2 separate regions of the Mus musculus genome follow, and region 2 is linked to region 1. The links are chromatin contacts, called in public HiChIP or PLAC-seq maps. All regions are on one chromosome and are shown on one strand. The core of a region is the stretch at or near the end of the contact, and the rest is flanking DNA. Distances in the headings are between cores, read along the strand shown.

What was found. HiChIP or PLAC-seq counts read pairs in DNA pulled down with a chosen protein or histone mark.
Region 2: an H3K27ac HiChIP or PLAC-seq map of embryonic stem cells shows a contact between it and region 1, with 3 times the contacts expected there. The contact joins two enhancer-like sites. A contact is called at or near these places in 1 of 115 datasets of contacts at active chromatin or transcription factors (embryonic stem cells) and 1 of 9 other capture datasets (embryonic tail).

What each region holds. Positions count from the first base shown.
Region 1 is chr14:48,500,066-48,506,885 of GRCm38.p6, forward strand. Tmem260 (transmembrane protein 260) reads left to right here. Exons shown (of 16, transcript NM_172600.4): 12 at 1-90; 13 at 5,180-5,356. Among named protein-coding and RNA genes, the nearest start is that of Tmem260, 57 kb to the left of the region's middle. Within about 2 kb of position 4,261, at least 12 of the 459 cell types and tissues checked have an H3K27ac peak or open chromatin away from gene starts, as enhancers often do. A contact at or near this core is called in embryonic stem cells, where this site is marked.
Region 2 is chr14:49,125,755-49,132,574 of GRCm38.p6, forward strand. No RefSeq gene overlaps it. Among named protein-coding and RNA genes, the nearest start is that of Naa30, 43 kb to the right of the region's middle. Within about 2 kb of position 3,372, at least 10 of the 459 cell types and tissues checked have an H3K27ac peak or open chromatin away from gene starts, as enhancers often do. A contact at or near this core is called in embryonic stem cells, where this site is marked.

The DNA.
Region 1 (6,820 bases), core at 3,011-5,510:
TCCTGGGGACCGGTGGAACCCTGTGGAAGGAGTGTTACCCAGTGGGATGGTCACATTCAACCTCTATCACTTTCTTGAAATGAATAAGCAGTAAGCATTCTGTTCATATAATAGCTTTTCTCAACTCTGAAGCTTTGCTAAAATTGTTTCTGAAGCAGCTGTGTGCCTCATCCACAAGACCAATTTTCTACCTATTTCCCTGCCACCAGTGAGATTATCTTTGTAATTAAATTGAATATCTGTGCATAAATGAGGCCAGGCAGAAATAAATGGTATTGTTCTGGGTAAAAGAAAAATAAAGACAGATTAGCAAGAACAGCAAATAAGATCTTAGCACAATTCTGAGAAGTTGGAGATGTGCCTGTCTACTTGAGATCATTGTAGGTGAATTGCAAGCAATTACAGGTTCCTCCTGATCGGCACGGTGGCCCCTTTTAAGCGTAAAGCATTTTTTTTCCAGGAATAATCACTATATAACAATAGCTTAAGCATTTTTATAAAGGATAAAACATTTTTATAAATAAGAAAAACACCTCCAGTTTATGCGAGCTGAGGATAAAATTGAGGAAGCGTGAATTCTGTACTTGAGAACATAAAATGATTTGGAGGTGAGGTCAGGAATGTGCTGAGACCTGAGCATCGATTGCTTCTGTCTGAGATGCTTGGGACTGGCCAGGGCTTGAAAATGAAGTATTTATTTTATGTTCTTTTGTTTGTTTGTTGTCTTGTGAAGAGGACTTGAGAACATTTTTATAAATGCCATTGTCACGTTATCTCTTGGTAGAGACAGAGTAATGCAGTTTTCAGTATGCTGCTGAGCCAGTTCTCAGTGGCTCACAGAGTGATAGAGAGGGAGAAGACCCAAAAGTGCCATCACAGCAGCACCGGATCACTACACCCGAAAGTGAGAGCTAATGAGCCGTTAGCAGGCCCAGACTGACGCTTTTGTGAATTTTATTTAATTTAGCTTTAAGATAATTTCAGATATCTGCTCTGTTATAGTTCGAGTTAGGCCTGGCAATAAAAAGATAAGTGAGGCTCAGTTTCAAATCCAAGTGGACTATGTCTAGTAGCTGGCTGTATACAGTGATCTACTGTATACAGTGATGTAAATGGACCCAGCCACTAGCCAATGTGAAGCATGCCACGTGTGCCTACTGAATACATTATTTGACTACATCAGCTAGGCATTCTAGGAACACAGACAAGGACCATTAGTTTTGCCTGTGGGTGTTCCTTCAGCATTTGTGACAAAATGAGTTGGAGCTGGAGAGATGGCTCAGTGGTTAAGAGTGTTTGCTGCTCTTCCAGAGGACCTGAGTTCAGCTCCCCATTCCCAGTTTACAATGTCCTCTTCTGGTTCTGGATCCAAGGAATTCAACACCCTCTTCTGGCCCATGGGCACCCTTACACATAGGAACACACACACACAATATACAAAGAAAGGAAAGGAAAGGAAAGGAAAGGAAAGGAAAGGAAAGGAAAGGAAAGGAAAGGAAAGGAAAGGAAAGGAAAGGAAAGGAAAGGAAAGGAAAGGAAAGGAAAGGAAAGGAAAGGAAAGGAAAGGAAAGGAAAGGAAAGGAAAAAGGGTTCCAAGAACAATCTTATAGAAATATTTCATCTCCCTGGAAATGCTGTCAGTCAAGGACACTGCTCCTGTCATTTGATCACCTGGCTTTGAAGTTTCATTGTCCTTAGCATAAGTCACTTATTTACGTACACATGTCCAGGTGACAGAGAATATAATTGCACTTCTACCTCATGTCATAAACTTTTCTATGTAATCAGTAAAATGCATCATTTTGTAGCCTTGAGGCTTCTGTAAAATGGATAATTAACCATTTTTTATGTTTTTAAAATCGTTTCTATATTTTTGCTATTATGAAGATCATCATTCTGGGCCACAGCATTTTTAAATATTTTTGACTAACAGAGGTCCCAGGAACAGTATTGCCTGCTGTTACCTGATTTTAATGTTTTTAACATTTAAAATGTAGTGTGTGTTCATTCTGGGAATGGTTCATACTGGGGAAATATGGCTGGAACCATCAAACATTCAAAATGTTTCATAAAAGTGTAGTAGAGATACAAGCCCTATAGTACTGTGTTACTTGATATACTTTCTGACTTTTTACTATGCTAAAATTATGAGCCTGTTGTATCTAGTCTTTATGGAGGAGGTAGAATTTTAAATCATCGGGGTAAAGAGTACTAGTGTGTTAGAACACTGTTAGTAAAATATGTTCGACTGGAAGGATGGCTCGGTGGTTAAGAGCACTGGCTGCCCTTGCAGAAGACCTGGTTCAATTTCCCAGCACCCACATGGCAGCTCATAACTGTCTGTAGCTCCAATTCTAGGGGAGCTGGCACCTTCAGCCATACATGCAGGCAAAACACATAAAGTAAAAATAAATATTTAAAAAAAACTATGCTAATAGTAATTAGAATATAAACATCTCACTCAGACAAGAAATGATGGGTTCTGAAGACATGAACGGCTTAAGGGCACTTGCTAGGCCACCGTGTGATGTCTTCCTCGGCACATACTTTTAAGGAAGGAAGCTTATTTATTGATTACTGTTTTTTAAAAAGCATTCATTAAAATAGACTTTTAATGGACACAGATTTCTACGAGACCTGACATGTGTACACTGTGCGTGGCATCCCACAGTGAGGATACAGGATGGTCCAGCCCTGACATGTGTACACTGTGCATGGCATCCCACAGTGAGGATACAGGATGGTCCAGCCCTGACATGTGTACACTGTGCATGGCATCCCACAGTGAGGATGCAGGATGGTCCAGTGCAAATGTTCTTGTGCTGCTCTTGTACAGCAGCTGCTGTGTTCACAGCCCCACTTCGGCTACCAGTGCTCCGCTCCTCACTGTGGAGAATCCACGGTTTCCAGGGTGTCAGGGCGTAACCTAGAGTCCCTCGTGCTTCACTCAGTGTGGTGGTAGCCTGAAAACCATTCAGACTGTTGACTGATTGGTCCTGAAAGCCTGCCATCCCAGGAGGACGCTGAGGCAGGAAGATCATGGGTTCAGTACCAGTCTAGGCTACAGAGAGAGTTTAAAGCCAGCAGGAGTAGCTTTAACCTTGTCCCATAGTAAAAAGAGGGCTGGAGGCAAGGCTGGGTATAGAGTGCTCATGGTGACTCTTGACCCTCCGTGTGTGCTGGGGGTGGGGTGGAGCAAGAGTCCTTGAGTATGATAAAACCACAGGGACCAGACAGTTCACAGACTGTCCACAGCCACCATAGCCACCCAGTCCAGTGGCTTCTGGGTCTCTGGTCTCATAGACTCACAGGATAAAATTCACAGATAATGGAGAGGTTGAGTTTTGTTATAGGTAAGAGCTCGAGAGAGAGGAAGGAAGCGGAGGTGTGTGTAAGCAAGACCCAGGCAAGGGCTGCCCTGAGGGTCCTGCTCTAGGGATTGATATATTTTTATTAGATAGAGGCACTGTGTGGGGTGGCCGGGTCAGTCCAGTTCTCCCACCCACAAGGTGTTCACGGTACCTCTCCATCCTGGTGACTGAGCTGGAGTTCAGGACACACCTAAAGGGTCTGATCCCCCTCATAGCTTCCTGGACTCTGTGCTCATTAGATTGCAATACAAAAGGAGAAAGATTAGAATAAACCAGAGCACACACCAGTACCCTTAAACATTTTTGGTCCGTTTTTTCCTTTGGCCAGTAAAACCAAGGTCATTTTTTTTTTTGGCTTACTTTTGACCCCACATCCCTGCCTGATCCGTTTTCATCATTATCCAGAGTCTGTCCAAGTCCTAAGGAGTATAGTTTGCTCTTTGACCAATTGTGTAAACCCCACATGGAGCCAGAACTCCATGGCACAGTGAACTCGTAGCTCAGTCGCCCCAGTATTTTTCCAGTTCCATAGGGCGTACTTCCTTCGTACTTTGGGCCAGAAAGCTTTCATCTTCTGCCCCGCGCAGGCGCATCCTTTCTCCCTGAGACTCTTGTCTATATCAGGCATCAGGCTGAACTCATACTGCCCCTGGAACTCAGGGTTTGGGGTCCCTAACCAGCCACACTACCATCACCACACCGCTGCTAACCCCACAGCTTCCACGTAATTGCTCCCATGCCTAGGACAAGGAACCCCCATCCCCAGTCTTCCGCCCCGGACCCCTTTCTTACTCCTTGGGCTTGAAAACTGGGAGCTGCCTTTGGCCATCCCGCTAGCTTCAGTGTGGAAAGGGAGGGAGGATGGAGCCCTGCTGATTTGGATCTGGGTTCTTTCCTGGGTCTTCTCATCCGGGTCCTCAGCTGGCTGCTGCTGGCTTCCTCCCAGAGCCTAGCCGAGTGAGGCTGTAACTGTCTTTCCCAGAGTGACCTGTCCCTCTGGAGGGAGAGCTGCATGCCTGATGCCCGTGTAGCTTTCAGCAGCCCGAGAACACTAGGCAGATGAGAAGACAGCAAGTTAAATAACTTCTCTAAATCATAGAGGCAGAAAGGGATAAGGGGAAAATGTAAGATCTCCACTCCCATTGTCTCCTTTCAAAGTTACCCAAGCCTTTAACTTTCAAATCGGTCTCCCAATGAGGTGGTCCCTTTTCTCTTTTCTTTCTACTTAACAACCACAGATTGGAAGAAAGCTATTGTTTAAGCCATTTCTGTTTCTAACTTTCCGTAGGCTCTCAGGTTCCTAACAGTTATTCAAATCTGATTAATTTAATTCCAGCCAGTATTTATTATGTGTTAACCTCGTGCTGTGTGGCATTCAGAGTTAATGCGGGCGGGGGGGCCTATCCTCAGGACGCTTCCAGGCTTCTCGGGGAGACTTACAAATGCAAATAATACACACAGAAATGACAAGAAACCAGGAGTACAGTGGCTGCGGCCGACCAGGACCTATAACTCTACCTGTAAAATAAGAAGGGATATCAAAGAAAGCATTTGTTTGTATGTGACACACCCGTTCCTGGTGAGGGCAGGAAGACGGTTCTCATTGGTTCCAGTTTGCTCCTTCCTGTAGTGTTTTGTTTTGTTTTTACAGTAAATAAATTTCATGTGCTATATTTAAGAAAGATTTAAATAAACCAACATATTCACAAATGGTGTATAAATAACTCAGGCTTATGAACTCCAAAATGACCTTTTGTGAACTAAAGGAATATAACATTTAGAACTGTATGCTCTTCTGTTTTGGGTAGAAAAGAAACATTTGTTTGCATAGGAATTCATGAAGGCGACCCAACCTGGAAAAAGGACTATTCACTTTGGCCATGGGGATCTTGTGACAAATTGGTGCCTTCAAAGATTGTATTCAACCCAGAGGAGTGGATTGAACGCACAAGAGCCATCTATAACTGGACTGAGGCCTATGAAAGGTATGGGCGGCTGTTGTGTTTTACGTAGATGTCAGTTCTGTGTGTCTAAAAAGGAAAAAGGCTACATTCTGAGATACCCTTTTTTGTCGTTTTGGGTTTTTTGAGACAAATTCTTACAATGCAGGCTGACCTTGAACTCAGGACCCTCCTGCATCAGCCTCCCAAGTGCTGGGATGAAAGGCCCGTCCCACCACACTTGGCTCTTGAGATGCTTCTTAATTTTTTGGCTTTGTTTTTCAATCAATTAGTTTCTGCCAACAACAGATCAGAACGCATGAGCAGGAGGAGACCGTCTCTGTCCCCCTCCTGTCTGGGGAATCTGAGGGATGGTGAATGGGCTCCCTGAGTCTGATGCATGCCATCTTCTGCTTTCGGGCCATGACGCCGCATGGTCCAGCAGCCTGTACTGTATCACCCTACCCGTGGAAGGGACTCCTGTGCTGTGCTTAAGCCTTACGGGCGCTCTTCTGCCCATGACACTTGCCACAAGAGTGAACTTCCAGCACACAGACGAGTTTAGCGTGTGGCTCAGTGGTGCAGCACTTTTTTACTAGCATGCGCTCGGGATGGGTGATTCAGTCTCCAGCACAAGAGCGGAAAGACAGACAGACAGTTTCTGTAAGAAAGGCTGAATCCGAGAAGCTTTCCTGTGCCTGTCTGTCATCAACCTTGTTATACTGGTTAGGGCATTATTAATTTCTTCTTAAAACATTTTTACACAGGCTTGTTCTTACCTATGTGGAAAATAAGTCAAGTAAAATAAATTGCCCCCGTTATCTGATTTTTTAAATTATGCGTTATTGAGCCTCTTCTGCTCTTGCAGAAGACCCAGCTTTGGTTCCCAGCACCCACTTGTGGTGGCTTCATAACCACCTATAAGTCTAGCTCCAGCAAGCCAACATCTTCTTCTGCCTTCTACAGCCACCTGCACGCCTATGTACATACTCCCACACACAATTAAATATAAGTATTTTACATTACTGGATTATCTATATTAGATAGCCTATTGTTTATAGTTCAGGTGCAAGAAGAGCGATCACGTTAACAGGCTCTAGGAAAGGTTTGGAGCCGGTGAGAAACACCACCACAGTGCTGACCACAGCAGAGCTTGCTGACTCACCAGTATTCATCAGAGAAGCTGGAATATTACAGCTAGCTGGCTGTGGTGGCACATGCCTAAAGTCCCAGCACCCAGGAGGCAGAGTCACCAGGATCTGAGTTCAAGACCAATCTGATCTACATAGTGAGACCCTTTCTCAAAAAAATAAAAAAATTACATTTTCTTCAGATAGCCACGTGCACACACACACACACACACACACACACACACACACACACACACACACATTGTTCCTTAGCACCATTCTCTCTAAACAGATACTTGATAAGAAATTTTAACTATAATTTTTTAAAATTTTATTATACATTTTTATTATAAAACTCTGCCTAGCAGTTGTTTGGCTG
Region 2 (6,820 bases), core at 2,122-4,621, 620 kb after region 1:
AGATTGGTCTAAGGGGATGTCCCTGGGGCATGTCCTTGATTCCTAGTTGATGGAGGAGGGCCCAGCTCACTGTGTGCAGTACCATCCCTAGGCAGGTGGTCCTGAACTGTATAAAAAAGTAGCTGGATGAATGTCAGCAAGCAAGCCAGTAAGCAACATTCCTCCATGGCCTCTGTATCAGTTTCTGGCTCCAGGTTCCTCACTTGAGTTCCTGCTCTGCCTTCCCTGATGGACCTATAACCTGAAAGTGTGAAAGAAAAAAAAAAAAAAAACAAAAACCACTTTCTGTCCAAGTTGCTTTTGGCCCTGCCTGGGGTTTATCACAGCAACAGAAAGCAAGCTGAAACAGGTGTTCTCCGTCATTAATTCTGCGCACTGCTTACTTTAAAATCACCACCTACATGGAAAATAAAATCAAACTCTTTTAAAGTTTTATTGTATAACCATGTATGTGATTTGTACCCCTGCCATCTATGTTATTTGAAAAAAGGCATGCATGTTATCAATAATAGGACAACTTAGAAAATTCTGCCACTTAAATCACATTCTTTTATATTTCATTACTTGGAAGATGTTGTCCATAAAAGTACAAACTTTTTTGTAGCCACCAGATACAATTAAGATTTTTTTATGACATTTATTTACTTCATGTGTGTGTATCTGTGTTTTGTGTGTGTGTGTGTGTGTGTGTGTGTGTGTGTGTGTGTGTGTATGATTATGTGGAGGTCACAGGACAACTTGTGGGAGTTAGTTTTCTTTATCACGTGGGTTCTAGGGACTGAACTCAGTTCATTAGGTTTTGCCTCAAACACCTTTACCCACTAAGTCATCTCACCAGACCCAAGTTCAATTATTTATTTATTTTTGAGACATTGTCTCGCCATGTTGCCGAGGCCCACCTAGAACCACTATGTAGACTGAGCTGCCCTGGAGCTGACTGCCTCTGCCCCCCAGTATTAAAGCTGTGTGCCACCATACCCTACCCAGTCATCTCTGGTGATATTTCTCCAAACAATTCTTAAGCTGGGCATCTATAATATATATATATTATATGCAGATGTTTGAACTACTTATTCATTTCGCACACAGCAAATCCAAGATTAACGAAGGGTTGGTTTGTTTGTTTTTAGATTACCTTCAGTCAAATTTATGGTTTGCAAAGTCTGTGATTAGCATAAACATTTCTCCCAGCTTTCTCTGACAGACAGGCTAGAAAACATACCCAAGTAAGTAAAAATAAAGAATTTCAGGCAAGAATAAAAGCGTACAAGAGTAGACATTCTTTTAAAAACAAACATAAGCAAAAACAAACAACGACAAAAAAATCTTTAGTAATGCATTCACAATGATAAACTGTAACAGAGGGTTTGAAACGTTTATTGTGCTCCAGAGAAAACGCTGGTAAGCACAGATTGCTTAGATATACTGCCAATGAGGACAGGTAATGGTGCGACCCTGGGCACCCTGGCTGATGTTGGGCAGAGGAGTAGGAACCCCGAAGGAGGGAACACTCAAGCCCAGTTTTTACCTCAGAAAAGAATTCATCTCCCCTATTACACCGCAGCGCCCTTCTGCCACACATCATAACAGCGGAGCAGCCCTCTGTCAGGAAGCAATGCCTTCTTGTCTCCCGGACAGGAGGACAGAGTGCGGCATGGACGGTCTGAGTCTTGTACTTTCATGTGAGAAGTGCTTGTAAGGCGGCAGGAGCTCAGGACGGCTTGCCATGAAAACGTTGAGAAACATCAAACGTCAGCCTCTCTGCAGAAAGGTAGGCTCTGGCTTTAGAGCTGATTCTTTTGGCTCTAGCTGAGTCTAACAGTACACAAAGGATAGACAAAAGCCTGCACGCGACTGGCAGTCACCATGGGAGACGCAAAACGATGCTGGTTCACTACGTATGTTCTTGCCGGTGGAAAAGCTGCTGCGCCTGCAGCCAGTTGAAGCTTGGCCTTATTGACGTCTCTAAACTTTTGGAAAACTCTCCAGGGCAGGAGGACGGAACTCTGCTCGGTGAATGTCCGTTTCTGTGCACGATTGATGCTCATTGACAGGGAGGTCTTTATTCTTCAGTTGTCCCTGATCTAATCTTGAGTCTTTTAACACTGAACACCAATTGAGCCGTAGCACCTATATCTCTCCTTCAGTGAGAGATACCAGCCCCACTGCAGTTTTTCAGAGGTTTATGGACTAGCCACATGCCTGTCTGTATTGTTACCGGCCAACCTTTAGACAACCCAGACCAGCCAATTTCTACAATAACATAAAATCTCACAGACAATTATTCTCTTGATTGTCTTTTTCTAATTGTCGTAATAGAGGATAATAACACATAAATGAATCTTAAGAGCTAAGAGCCTCCCAAGTTCAATTTAAACAAATGTTTGTCAACATGCAGAAAATGTCCTAACGCTTAGCCAGAGTAGTAGTACACACCTTCAATCCCAGCACTTAGAGAGGCAGAGGCAGGTGCATCTGTGAGTTCGAGGCCAGTCTGGTCTACATAGTGAGTTCCAGGACAGCCATAGCTATATAGTGAGACACTGTTTCTGAAAAACAAAACAAAACAAACAAACAAACAAAAAACCTAACCAACCAAACAGGACTTTGGAACACTTGAGACTCATCCAACTAGTATCTTTTTCATTTTATGGAAATAAGAAATAAAATTCAGGTTGGCCACATATTCTCTGTAGAATTCTATTGTGCAATCTGGGCTTGTGAGGTGTCAGAAATGTTGTGGAATAAAGTGATTTAGCTACTGTTAGTCACATTTTCATGAGGGATTTAGCCATGCTAGTTCCGTTGTTGGAATTCTTTCTATGATAACATAAAATCTCACAGACTCCTCTCTTGATTGCTTCTTCTAGTTGTCATGATCCAAGGTAATAAAAGGTATGGTAATCAGGAATGGCATGAGAAAGTCTGCATAGCTGTCTTTTCTGACAGGCAGAGATGTGGGAAGAAAGGCATTCCTCTTAACAATTCTTCCACATTGTCAAAGGAAGGTAGGGCTGCTGGCTGCTGGCCGCAGCCCCCCGTGTGATCCTGGGTGTCTCTAAGACGGCTTTCCTGAGCAGGAGGTGCCTAGGAGCAAACTGGAAATTAAAAACAACACAACACAACACAAAACACTAGAAAACTGGCCTCTTGTGTTAGAGCTCTCATTTCAGTTATGGGGTTGGAAGTTATGTCTCTCCTCTGTCTATGTTCACACGAATACACAGCTTTTTAACGTTCACAAAAACACTCTATTCAGAAGTCACCCTTCAAATGTCCTTGAAGGCAGAAAGGCAAACAAATGTGCCATTGTTCACTTGGATGTCACAGGGCACCTCCCAGTGTTTCCTGTAATCTGCTAATACCCCGTGGCAGGTGGAAACAGTACAAAGAATGCCCACAAGAATCGTTTTCCCCATTGGGCAAGACGGAAATGGCACTGGATAAGATTCAAATATCACCTGCGACTGCAAGTACATAAAGACATCAAAGGAGTCTGTGACATTGTGGCAACTGCTCCTATAACTATTACTGTCCCTTAAAATCCATCCCTACGGCTAGTTTCCATAACATAAAAGAGACAGCAAGCAGGATGTGGTGATCCACATACGTCCTAGCAACTCGTTTAGAGTCCGTTTTTATTTTTAAAGCTGCTTGAAAAAAAAATACTATTTGTTTAGTTCATGATCAATCACATGGCTTCTCAGTGTGGCCCTTTACAGCCATCATGAAGCACACACGTGAAAGCTACCAGTGACAGAACAGGAAACTAGTGTCTCTGGAAGATCGACTACCGCAAATAATTTCTGAGGGAATTCAGAACCGGGTAAGGCTCACAGCAAGAACTCAAAGCACTGGTAACTTGAATGTTCCATATAACTGAGTGGATGCACAATTCCATGCTTCTGTACCTTGTTTAAAGGGTAGATGGTTTATAAACTTATAAGACCAATCATTCTGAAGCAACTGAGGCCCCTGTTTCAGTAAAAGCATCAAAAAATAAATAAATAAGACATTAACTTTGGCAGAAGGGAGAGATGGAAGAAGAAAAATAAAACAAAAGAACTCAAAAATGAAAAATATAATCTTGATAAGTGGTTTTCACACTCTCATCCAGAACATGGAGGGTAAGAATACTAGAAGTGGCTCCTTTTAGTGGCAGTATAGAAGCTAATGTTTTCAGCCTATTTCTTTACTAACAGCAAGCAGTTATTGATAAGCCCAAACAGGCAGCTCTTCAGGAAGGAAGAGATGCAGTAAAACAAGCAAAGGGGAATCTGGGGCTTATGGTATGGCCTCCATAACAAAGCCAACACAACTGACCTTAAGTGCTTTCCCTTATTAAATCTGTTATGTTTTAAATGAAAAATGTGAATTAAGGCTGGGGGTGTATTTTGATAATAGAACCCTTGTCTAGCCCATCTAAGGCCTTGGGTTCAACCCTCAATATTGAAAAAGAAAGGAAAGGAATGGAGGAAGAGGAAGATTAAAATAGCCTTAGTTCAATGTCTTGCAGCAAAACACTATGATCAAGGCGTAACATGTGTTCAGAGTCAAAGGCATTAATTAACATTACAATTCTAGGGTGTGTGTGTGTGTGTGTGTGTGTGTGTGTGTGTGTGTGTGTGTGTACCATGGTGTGCAGGGAGAGGTCAGAGGACACCTTCAGGGAACTGATTCTTGCCTGCTGCCTTGTTGAGGCAGGATCTTCCTTTGTTTCTGCTGCTGCTGCTGCAGCACATACTGCAGGAAATTCTCCTAGCTGTGTCCATCTCTCACCTTGCTATAGGAGTGCTGGAGTGTTCTGTACTGGAGAAATGTAAAAGAAAAAGATCTACAACAGAACCTGCGGCACTGGTCTGTGTTAGAAGCTGCATGGCCATGGCTCTCAGGCTTCACCTGCCTTTTTCCCTCTGACTTTTTTTCACAGTTGATAGTCTGTCCTGGATTTACTGTATTGCTACTTAGAAGTTGTACGTGACTAGGCGTATTACCCACATAAGAATAAATGAGGACATAGGTTTGAAAGAAAATAAAACTTGAGACCTGTGATTCATGTAATTTATGTCAAATAGCCCAAAGAGTTGTCTGTGAGCTTTGAAACCTGGGGCTGAGAACATAGCAGAACAGGCCAGGACATGCCCAGGCAGGCCGGTCGTTAAGACATTCCTGAGGCTGCTTGGCCATAAAGATAAAGAGAATGACATGTCAGGACTGGCCCGGTGCCTCCCTATCTCCTGCCCTTCTGACCTAAGTTAAATGTTATCTGCATGTACAGTCTGCTGATGTTTAAATGGACCAATCATGTGAAACCGAGCCAATTCCTCCCCCACCCCCAGCCCCTTTCCTATAAAAACCCCTAGTTTCCAAGCCGAATCCACTGTCTCCTACGTTTCGACCCGGAGCTCCGCCATTAAACTACCTCGTGTTTTTACATCAAGACGGTCTGTTTGTTCGTGATTCTTGGGTGCGTGAGTGGGGGTTTCCCCACTAGGTTCTTTCAGGTTCAAGTGAGTGACAGACTGACTATGCTTTCCTGAATGTTTCTTTTGTCTCAAATTCCTAGGAATCTTGACACTTCCCTGCAAACAAGTTCTCTAATAGTCATACTAGCCTGTGAGTATGTTGGTGCTTGGTATATTTACAGGAATGACAAGTGGAAATTGCCCTGACAATTTATCCAAATGTTCTATCAAATTCATGATTGAGCTGCAGTTGGAAGAGAATCACTAGTGCTCTGTCCTGAAAACTTTTGCTGGGGATAATTTGAATATAAGCATAGTGATTTTAAGGTTACCACAATTGAGATATAGTTCAAATTTCTAACCATTTTCTTGGCAATACTGTTTCATATCTCAACTGGGAGTAAAAGAACACATGCAGGTGTTGGAACTGTATAATTGGGTAGCATGGTTTCTACATTTTTAAAAATTGAAAGATGAGGTTTAATATGTGGCGAGAATAAGAAATATATATTCACATTTAAGATACTTAAAAAAAAAGATTTATTTATAAGAGTACACACTACAGCTGTCATCAGACACACCAGAAGAGGGTATCAGATACCACTGCAGATGGTTGTGAGCCACCATGTGGTTGCTGAGAATTGAGCTTAGGACCTCTGGAAGAGCAGTCAATGCTCTTAACCACTGAGCCATCTCTCCAGCCCCTCAAGATACTTATTATGCAATTAACAAGGTGAAGAAATGGCAGAATCTTGAGGAGAGGGGCAATATAGTGAGATTAAAATAGAATTAAAAGAAAATAGTATCTGTCTCCTCAGGTAACCCAAAGCAGTGGGGGTTATTTAACTTGCTAGCTGAGTTTTTAAATAGTGGTTCTGTAAATCACTGTCAATATTAATTAGTTCCTTTGCTCCAGCTATAGGAACATTGATATTTCATAATAAATAGTTACTCCTTATTCATTTTCCCATGATATGATAGACATGACTTCATATAATATGGCATAATAGGAGAAAAGAAATGAATAATAAATTATACTGGATAGCTTTCCTTGAATTGTGTCAATGTTACCAGGATTGTGGTCATGAAATGTTTTACAGCACTGATAAAAAGCTTTTAAGAATATGAATAACTGAAATTAAATTTCAAGGGGAAACTGAAAAACCAGTGTACAATGAAGAAGAGGCAAAGGAAAATGATCTTATTCAAATATTCTTTTTAGAACAATGTATTAGGGGTGGGAGAGATGGGCCGAAGGTTAAGAGTACATGAGGCTTTTGTAGAGGACCTGGGTGTGGCTCCCAGCACCCACTTAGGGAGGCTTAAGACTGTTTGTGAGAGACCCTAAGGGGTTT